2 separate regions of the Mus musculus genome follow, and region 1 is linked to region 2. The links are chromatin contacts, called in public Hi-C maps. All regions are on one chromosome and are shown on one strand. The core of a region is the stretch at or near the end of the contact, and the rest is flanking DNA. Distances in the headings are between cores, read along the strand shown.

What was found. A called contact is a pair of places that touch in the nucleus more often than the background predicts.
Region 1: a contact with region 2 is called in a Hi-C map of forebrain, with 3 times the contacts expected there. The contact joins the enhancer-like site here to the promoter of Spen in region 2. A contact is called at or near these places in 8 of 39 promoter capture datasets (3T3-L1-derived adipocytes, the C10 cell line, the HPC-7 cell line and 5 more), 17 of 484 Hi-C or Micro-C datasets (the HPC-7 cell line, bone marrow-derived macrophages, brain and 11 more), 17 of 115 datasets of contacts at active chromatin or transcription factors (the HPC-7 cell line, VIP interneurons, bone marrow-derived macrophages and 8 more) and 4 of 9 other capture datasets (adipose tissue, bone marrow-derived macrophages, liver and 1 more).

What each region holds. Positions count from the first base shown.
Region 1 is chr4:141,475,970-141,480,074 of GRCm38.p6, forward strand. Spen (spen family transcription repressor) reads right to left here. Exons shown (of 16, transcript NM_019763.2): 12 at 1-3,420. Among named protein-coding and RNA genes, the nearest start is that of Gm42337, 29 kb to the left of the region's middle. Within about 2 kb of position 2,067, at least 120 of the 459 cell types and tissues checked have an H3K27ac peak or open chromatin away from gene starts, as enhancers often do. A contact at or near this core is called in adipose tissue, bone marrow-derived macrophages, cerebellar granule neurons and 6 more, where this site is marked.
Region 2 is chr4:141,536,528-141,540,695 of GRCm38.p6, forward strand. Spen (spen family transcription repressor) reads right to left here and starts at 2,070. Exons shown (of 16, transcript NM_019763.2): 1 at 1,637-2,070. The coding sequence starts at 1,719. Gm4123 (predicted gene 4123) reads left to right here. Exons shown (of 2, transcript NR_166589.1): 2 at 1-890.

The DNA.
Region 1 (4,105 bases), core at 817-3,316, 61 kb before region 2:
GTCAGTTTTGAAAGGGGCTGGGGACTGCTAGGTTTGGGGTCTACACTGCTTTCTACCTGGGAAACTGTGGTTCCGGGAGTCAGAGGTTCAGCATTCACACAAGGGACGGCGTCAGTAGCTGCGCTTTCTTGAGGAGCTGAAGGTGCCAAGGCAGCGCTGTCCTGGCTATCCCGGCTGTCCTCTCCGGGGGGTACATCTGACTGCCTGGGCTGCTCCACGGGTACAGACGCAGGCTCAGACACAAGCTTTGTTTCTTCCGAGACAGGAGCGGGCTCTGCAGGCTTCTCTCCTGCTGGTGAAGGAGCCTCCGCTGCCTCCTCAGCCTTCTCAGGGGCGGAGGATGCTGGCTCTGGTGTCACGACGGTGACGGTGACGGCAGGAAGCCCAGCTGAAACAGGGGCTTTCGGCTCCGGCTCTTTAGTCTCTGCAGCAGGCTCTGGAGTCTTGGGATGAGTCTCCGGCTCTTCCTGCTTCTCAGCCTCTTTGGGCTTCTGGTCCTTCTCCTTCTCCTTCTGCTGCATCCGCGTCAGCTCCATGAATCTGCTGTGGAACAGGACCACTGGCTCCTGCACCGAATCACTCGTGCTGTTTGCACCCTCAGACGCCTGCCTGCCGTACAGCCCCCCGGGGGGGAGGTCGGGCTCCTCGCTCTTCCTCTCAAGGTGCTGCAGCCTCTTGGAGTCTTGCTCAAAGATGGAGCTGTGTAAGAACCGAGAGGCGAACAACTCCTGCCTCTCCTGCTCCTCCTCCCTGCGCTCGTCCTTTTTATCAGCCAGTTTCCCCTCCGAGTCCGTCCTGATTTTCTTCTTCTTCATGTACCAGGACGGAATAGGCCTGGGGGCCGAGTCAACCTTTTCTTTATCTTTGTTGTTTCGAAAATTAGCAAACCGCGAGTCCCAGTCAAGGAAAGACCAATTTTCTTCACGGGATGATGAGAGGGATTTGGCTCTTTCAAGCAAAGCTTTAGTGTCTGGTGTGATTGTCTTATCCAGTGCAAAAGAGTAAAATTTATTCCTTTCTAAAGAGCTAGCGAGTCTTTCATCTCGCTCACGTAGTTTTTGGTCTCTGTCCCTCAATAAAAAAGACAGCCGAGGGCTGTCATAGAAGCTGGAAGCTCTGGGGGACTGGGACCTGTGCTCGGCGTCCTCATCAGAATCAGAGGGCACCTCACCAGGTTCCAGATCGCGCACAGACCTCTTTCGTAGACTGTCTCTCTTAATTACACTGTTTGGGAAACTGACATCAAACCGGCTGGGGTCCTGTTTCATCGGAGGGTCCCACCGGCTTGGTTCCCCTTCAGAATTCAAGACAGACAGTTTGATTTTGGCCGTGTCTGCTGTCTGTTCTCTCTTGCCAGAATCGTAAGGATTGCATTTTAATGGATCGTCTCTCACTGCTGCGTTAGGATAGGGGAGGCCTTTCTCATCCCCTTTAGGGGACCCTTTTACTGACACTAGCCTAGGGGAGCCCCTGGGGTCATCATCGTCATGGAAGGAGCCGTGGCGGACACTCGGAGAGCAGCTGGTTCTTTCTGAGTCCTCGCTGATCTGGCGTGAACTTCGGTAGTTTCTCTCTCTTTTGGTACAGATATCGAAATCCACGTGATCCGTCCTTCGCTTCTTGCTGGGCGGGGAGTCATCAGTGACATCCTGAGGGGGCTTGCCCACCTCGTGGACAAGGCTGCGCCTTTCGTAGTCATCTACATCTTTCTTCGGACTGCCAAACTTCTCAGCCTTGGCGATCTCCATCTCCATCCGCTGCTTCCGGCGGCTCTGCTCCATCTGTTTCCGGTAGCTCTGCGTGTGATCAATGTCAATGCCAAGTTTCTCTTCCGCATTCCCTCCGTGGGGCTTCTCCTGGCCTGCTCTGTGTTCCGCTGGTTCCTCACGAGGCCGGCAATAGTTTTTCCTCACTTCCTCTTTCTCAGGCCCTTGATTCTCTAGGAGCTGCAGCTGTTTGGGCTGAGGTTTTGAGGGGATGGCTTTTTTGGGCTGGGTTTCTTGAGTCTCCACAGATCCGTGTGTTAGTTCTCCCAGTCCTGCGTGTACGTCTGAGCTGGGCCGAGAGCCAGACCCTGCAGAGACAGCAGCAGGATCCTGGCAGTCTTTGGGGCTGAGAGCTGAATTAAGTCTTTCCAGCTTAGTTTTTTTTGATTCCCTTTTAAGGATTTCTTTTCTCACAGGCTTTCTTTCAGACTCTCCTTCCCTCAGCAAAACACCATCTCTTGATGTGTCAGGCTGCTTCTTTAAAAGTATTCGAGTATCCTCTGTCTCGGGGCTGGTTTTCTTGATTTCTGGTTTTTGCTTTTCTATTTTCAAGCCAGAATCTGCAAAGCGCCTTTTCCTGGCTTCCAGCTTCTCCAGGTCCAGAGCGCTGAGCTCGGGCGTCTGCTCGGCCTTGAGGTGTTTCCGGAGCTTAGTCCTGCCCTCCTTCTCCCCCACCTCCGCGTGGCTCGGGAGGACCTTCTCCCTCAGCGCTTTCCCTCGGGCCGGGTCCGACTTGGCAGGCTCCCCCTGAGCGGCCTGGGGTTTCTGGTCCAGGGCCGATGCCTTGGTAGTGTCACGGCCGAGCCTGGCTTTGAGCTTTTCTGGGGGTGGGTGCTCGATGACCTTGCCCTCCTTTTCCTTTACTCGGGTCAGAACCACGCAAGGCACGAGCTCCAGGCGGTTCTTGGCTGGCCCTTCCTTGTCGGCCCTGTCTCTGCTGAGTTTGGTGGAGCCCCGCGGTTTCTCGGGGCTCTGCTCTCGGTCATTTTCCTGCTCGGTTTCCGAAGGCTGAGAACTAGGGGAGTGAGCCTTTCCTTTCCGCTTCTGCCTCTCAGCTTTGTCCTTTTCTCCCTTCTCCTTGCGAACTATTCGTCTCTCCCTCTCGACCCGCTCGGGATCGAAAGTGCGCTCTTTGTCCGCCTTTTCGTTTTTTGTGTAGCGCTCCAGCCGAGCCTTCTCCAGCTTATCGTACCGTGGGGGGGACACTGAGCTGCAGCTGCCGCTGCGCTCCGAGGACCGGCGGTACAGCCTCCTCTCAGAGTCACTTGGCAATCTCTCCGAATGCGCAGGAGACACCCCAGGGCTCTGTGGACGACGCAAGTGCACGGGACTCTGGCTTCGCTCTATGGGTCTCCTCTCGTGGTCCCGGTCAGATTCGAATCTCTCCCGTTCTCGCTCTCGTTCTCGCTGCCTATAGCTGTACTCCCGAATATCCTGCTCATAGGGATCACTCCTATATTCTCTGTATTCGCGAGGCTCATCATAGTACCGGGAGTCATAATACTCTCCTTGGTACGTCTCCCACTCCGAGTAAAACTCTCTCCCCCGAGCCGGATAGTCCCTCCTGGAGTCCTCAGGGTAGGTGCCTGGAGTGCGAACATTTTCATAGTATGTCCGTTCTTGACTGTACTCATAGGACCCTCTTCGTTCCTCTCTGCCAAACATCAGAAAGATTATGTTAGCTCCTCTGTCTTCTCACTTGCACTCCCACCCCCGCAACCCCAGGACTCAAGGGACAGAGGCAGGAGGACCGCACGTGGGACCTGGCTCAACTGTACAAGTTCCAGGCCAGCCCGCAGTGCACAGTGAAATTCTCTTACACAGGCAGCTCTGGCCCCCTCTAGTGCTTACGTAGTCACTTGGCCACGCGCAGGTGTTTAGCAGTGGCTCCTAAGCCAAATGAAGCACCAAGGATTTCAAAGCTGGCCGTTAATAAGATTCAAGTGTAAAATGCCAGGTTTTCATTAAGCTCTGGGCCTGCAACTCACTCTGTAGGCCAGGCTGGCTTCCAAGTTACAGAGATGCCCTGCTTCTGCCTCTGGGGTGCTGGGATTACAGGGGACAGTAACCACATGCCCAGCACTGACACAGTTATACAAAAACCTCAACAATCACAAATAAATGGCACGTAGTTAAAGAGACCCACTGCTACCTACCTTTACCTCACTGTGCTAGACTGTATGTATGTATGCATTACTACACTGTACACAGTACAGAGATGTTATTACATCAAATTTTCTGAGAAGAGTTTTCCAAATGATTAATCTCGGGGCTGGAGAGGTGGCTTAGAAGTTAAGAGCACTTAGTGTTCTTGTAAAGGACCCATGTTAGTTCCCAAA
Region 2 (4,168 bases), core at 820-3,319:
TGCACAGGGGGTCAAACTCCAGGTCTGAGGCAAGCCGTGCCTCTGAAATCTGCATGATGTAAAATGTCAAGTCTGACCACCCAACACAGGAGCAGAGCGAATGAGGCGATGCACGTGTTTGCACGTCGGGTGCGTATCAATTTCCCATGCAGAGACCCATGGAAGAGCCACTGGGCGATTTAAAGGAGGTACAGCGCAGAGGGGTTTCCACTCCAGAACCTAAGAAAGCGGAGTGCTATCTTCTCCACGCTGAGGACCTGCTACTAGAGGGCAGAGACCCGAGCCGAGGGGTGGAGCAGCACGGGCAGAGAAAGTTCCCATCTGCTGGCGCTCCAGCTGCTGCAGTCCCCTTTCATCCCCGGGCACCCCGGCCAACACTCCATCTCCGGACCTCCCCCTCTCCCGTGTCTCAGACACAACGTAGTAAACACCCGGAGTCCCAGGCAGCGCGCACCTCCCCCAGGCCTGCGGAGGACATCCCGGCAGGTTATGAATGGCCTCACTATACCCAGCTCCTTTTCACACGCGGGCACGCGCACACGCGCGCCCCGGAGGCGAAGATTTAATACCCCCGGTCAGAGCAACGGCCAACAGAATCAATGGCCCTCCATCAGAGAGAGAGAAAGGAAGGCGCTCACGCTTCCCAGGCCTCACCAAAGAGGTTCTAGACCGGGCGACACAACCCATTTTCCCAGGTTGACTCTAATGTGAGGACGTTCCTTCTCCTAATTATATTCCCTGCACCGACTGGATAGTGGGAATTCAGAGTACGCCCAACTTGGAACCTTCCAGGGTATTGGATATCAGGAGAAGTGAATTTCCACAGGCGATCGCAGATTTGCTACGTTCTTTCTCAATGTGCGGAAAGTATGAATAAATTCTCATTGTAAGTGGGGTTGCATGCTGAGGCCTCTACCAGTTACCCGGACACGCGTTTCTGGGAGCAAATAAGCGCTAAATGCTACCAACGGGTATGAAAAGCAGCATTTACTTCTTTTCCTTCCACAAGCAAAAAGTATTTAGAGAAACCGAAAAGTCATACCTAATCGCTAAAATTTTGCACTTTTTGGCTACTTCACTAACGAATTCGAGGTGAAGGGTCTATTGTAAAAAAAAAAAAAACAACAAACAAACAAAAACAAAAAAAAAAAACGCTCGGTCACCAGCGCGGCGCGGGAATGCATCCGCAGCGCCAAGCTTGGCGTTCGCGCTCCCTTCCCCGCGAGCTCCGGGACACGGGCAGCCCATTTAGCCGCCGCCGAGCGCCAGGCAGCCCGCTCCGCCCAGCCGCGCAGAGAGCTGAAGCATCCGCCGCTGCACGAATCTCCGGAGAGCGGCCACTGCTCCGGGTGCCTGCCACCTCCCGGTGCCGCACGATGCCAAGCGCGGCTGCGGCGTCCGCACAGCCCGGGCTCTGCGGGCGCTCGGGGCCCCGGCCAGTCGCGCTGGACTGCGAGGCGGCGCGCAAAAAGGCGATCCCGCAGCCCCCCAGCGCTCCCGCTCCTTCGGTGGCCGCACAGCAGCCGCCCGCCCAGAGCGCCGGAGCCAGCCGCGCGTCGCCGCTCTGCCGGTGGCCAGCAACGGGCCGGAGAGGCGCCCGAGGTGCCAGCGCGGCTCCGGGCCTCGTGTCACTCACCGTTTGAAATGCTCGATGATCTTCTCTTCCCGCACGTTCTCCGGTAAGTTTCCCACCCAGAGGTGCCTGGTTTCCCGGACCATGCTGGGCGGTGTGCCGGCGACCGCGGTGGCTGGCTCCCCCTCGCCGGCTTCGTACGCGGCCGTCAGCGCAGGGAGGCGGGCGCCGGGGCGGCGGCGGCGGCGGCTGCGGCGGTGGCGTCGGCAGCGGCGGCGGCTCCTCCGGCTCCCCCCGGTGCAGAGACCATCCCTCTCCCCCAGGTTCTGACTCTCGGGCCTCGCAGCTCCGCTCTGCCGCCACCAAACACCCGAAGCCGACCCTCGCGCTCCGGCGGCGCATGCGCGCGGGCGGCGGCGGGCGGGGGAGCGGGAGGAGGGGCGAGCGAGACCCGGGCGGCCGCGACTACGACGGAGCCGGCGCTGTGGCTGCCGGACGCTTCCCACCGGCGCGCGCGGCCCGCCTCCCGCCGCCTGGCCACCGCCCCCTGGCCGCGGGCGCGCGCGCGTCCTCCCGCCCCGACGCGGAGGGCCTCCCAGCCGGCGCGCAGGCGCGCGGAGCTCGGAAGGGGGAGGAATGCGGAGCCGGGAAGCGGCGCCCGCGCAGTCAGCTTAGTGCGCAGGCGCGCCGGAGGCCGGGAGGCCGGCCGCCGGAGGCGTCGGGGTGGGGGAGGATGGGGCCGCTTCTGCCTGCGGTCAGGCGTTGCTCTGGGGAAACACAAGAGAACCCGGTTAGTTTCCACGCCAAGAGGTTTCTAGAGGCCAAAGTCCCTATGCCTGTCTGCCCTACGGCCCGCCCCTGACCATTTCCGGACGCCTAGATTCCCCGCCTGCTTGGGAAAGTGGTCGGGACCAGGCCACCCTTTTCACCGCCCAGACAAGGGACCAGCGCTGCAGAGAAACCCATCCCTCCCAAGAATCATTGGCTTGTAACATTAAGCAACTTTTTATATAGGAGCTTGCGAAACCTTCTGCAAGATGTCTTTGCTCATGATTACAGTACACACAAGAATTAAAGCTGAAAGGATACAGACATTCCATACTGTTTCCCCTCGGAAGGTTTGGAATAGTTGGTTTTTTAAACAGAGAGTATTAGACCTCCGGCCCTTCCAGACTTTTGAAACTGGCAGTTGACCTTTCATGTAAGGCCGGCTTTCAGAAAGATAAAACCGCAAAAGGCCACTGTGGAGTAACAGAAAAAAAAAATCTTAACTCATTAAAACCGTCAGCAACTCATACTTTAATTTTTCATACACAAAAATAAAATGGTGCTTCGGGTACAGCCTACACTTTTTGTTTCGTTGTGCCCTTAGGGTCTACAAAGTGTGCAGTACACACAAATTAGGGTTCTACCTAAGGACCTCGCCCGCGTCCAACAAGGTGTGTTAATATATCACTAGGCTACATTCCCAGTTCTTGGTAGTGTTTTCTTTGTTTGGCTTAATTTGAAAGGGTCTTCCAGAGCCACTGTTTATATTTTTGAGAAAGGGTCTTATATAGCTCAGGCTAGTCTCACACTTCTAGTTTTGTGCCCACCTCTCAGGACTGAGACTGTAGACCTCGGCTACCATATAACTTCACCAACCGAACAGGCAGTATTTTGAATTGGAAAAAAATCATAAATAATAGCAATAATATTTGGGGTCACATAATTGTTTCTTTTGTTCCATAAAAAGTACTAGGGTTTATTTTTTATTATTTGTTCATTTTAGTCTGCCATATAGCCTAAGTTTATATGTATATAATATATCTTGATATATATATGTGTGTGTGTGTGTCTGTATATATGTATATATATATATATATATATCTTGATATATATGTGTGTGTGTGTCTGTATATATGTATATATATATATACATATATATCTTGAGATATGTGTGTGTGTGTGTGTGTGTGTGTGTGTGTGTGTAGTTGAAGCTGGAGTTAGGGATGGTTATGAGCATCATGTGCTAGCAACCAAACCTAGATCCCCTGCAAGAGGCATAGTGTCCTCAAGCATTGAGACACCCTCCCACCCTCTTCTTCATTTTGAGACTGGGTCTCACTATGTAGCCCAGGCAGTCTTCTTGCCTCGTCTCCTTAAAACTAGATTTTTAAACAATAATTTATTTCATGTGCATTGGCATTTTGCCTGAATGTGTCTGTATGAGGGTGTCAGATCCCTTGGAACCAGAGGTATAGACACTTGTGAACTGCCATTTAGATGCTGGGAACTGAACTCAGGACCTCTGGAAGAGCAGACAGTGCTATTAATTCCTGAGCATGAGCCATCTCTCCAACCCTAAAACTATATATTTATATTTTTATTATTTTTTTTTTTTTACAAAATATCCTCCTAGATTAGCCAGAGGGTTTGTTAATAGTAGTACTGTTGCCAGTCCTGGTGGCAAGGTCCTTAATCCTAACACTTAGGGGACAGAGGCAGGACTATCTCTGTGAGCTCTAGAACAGTCATAGCTATATAGAGACAACCCTGTCTTTAAAAAAAAAAAAAAAATCTGTCCATCAGAAAACTCAGCAGGTAAAGGTGGCT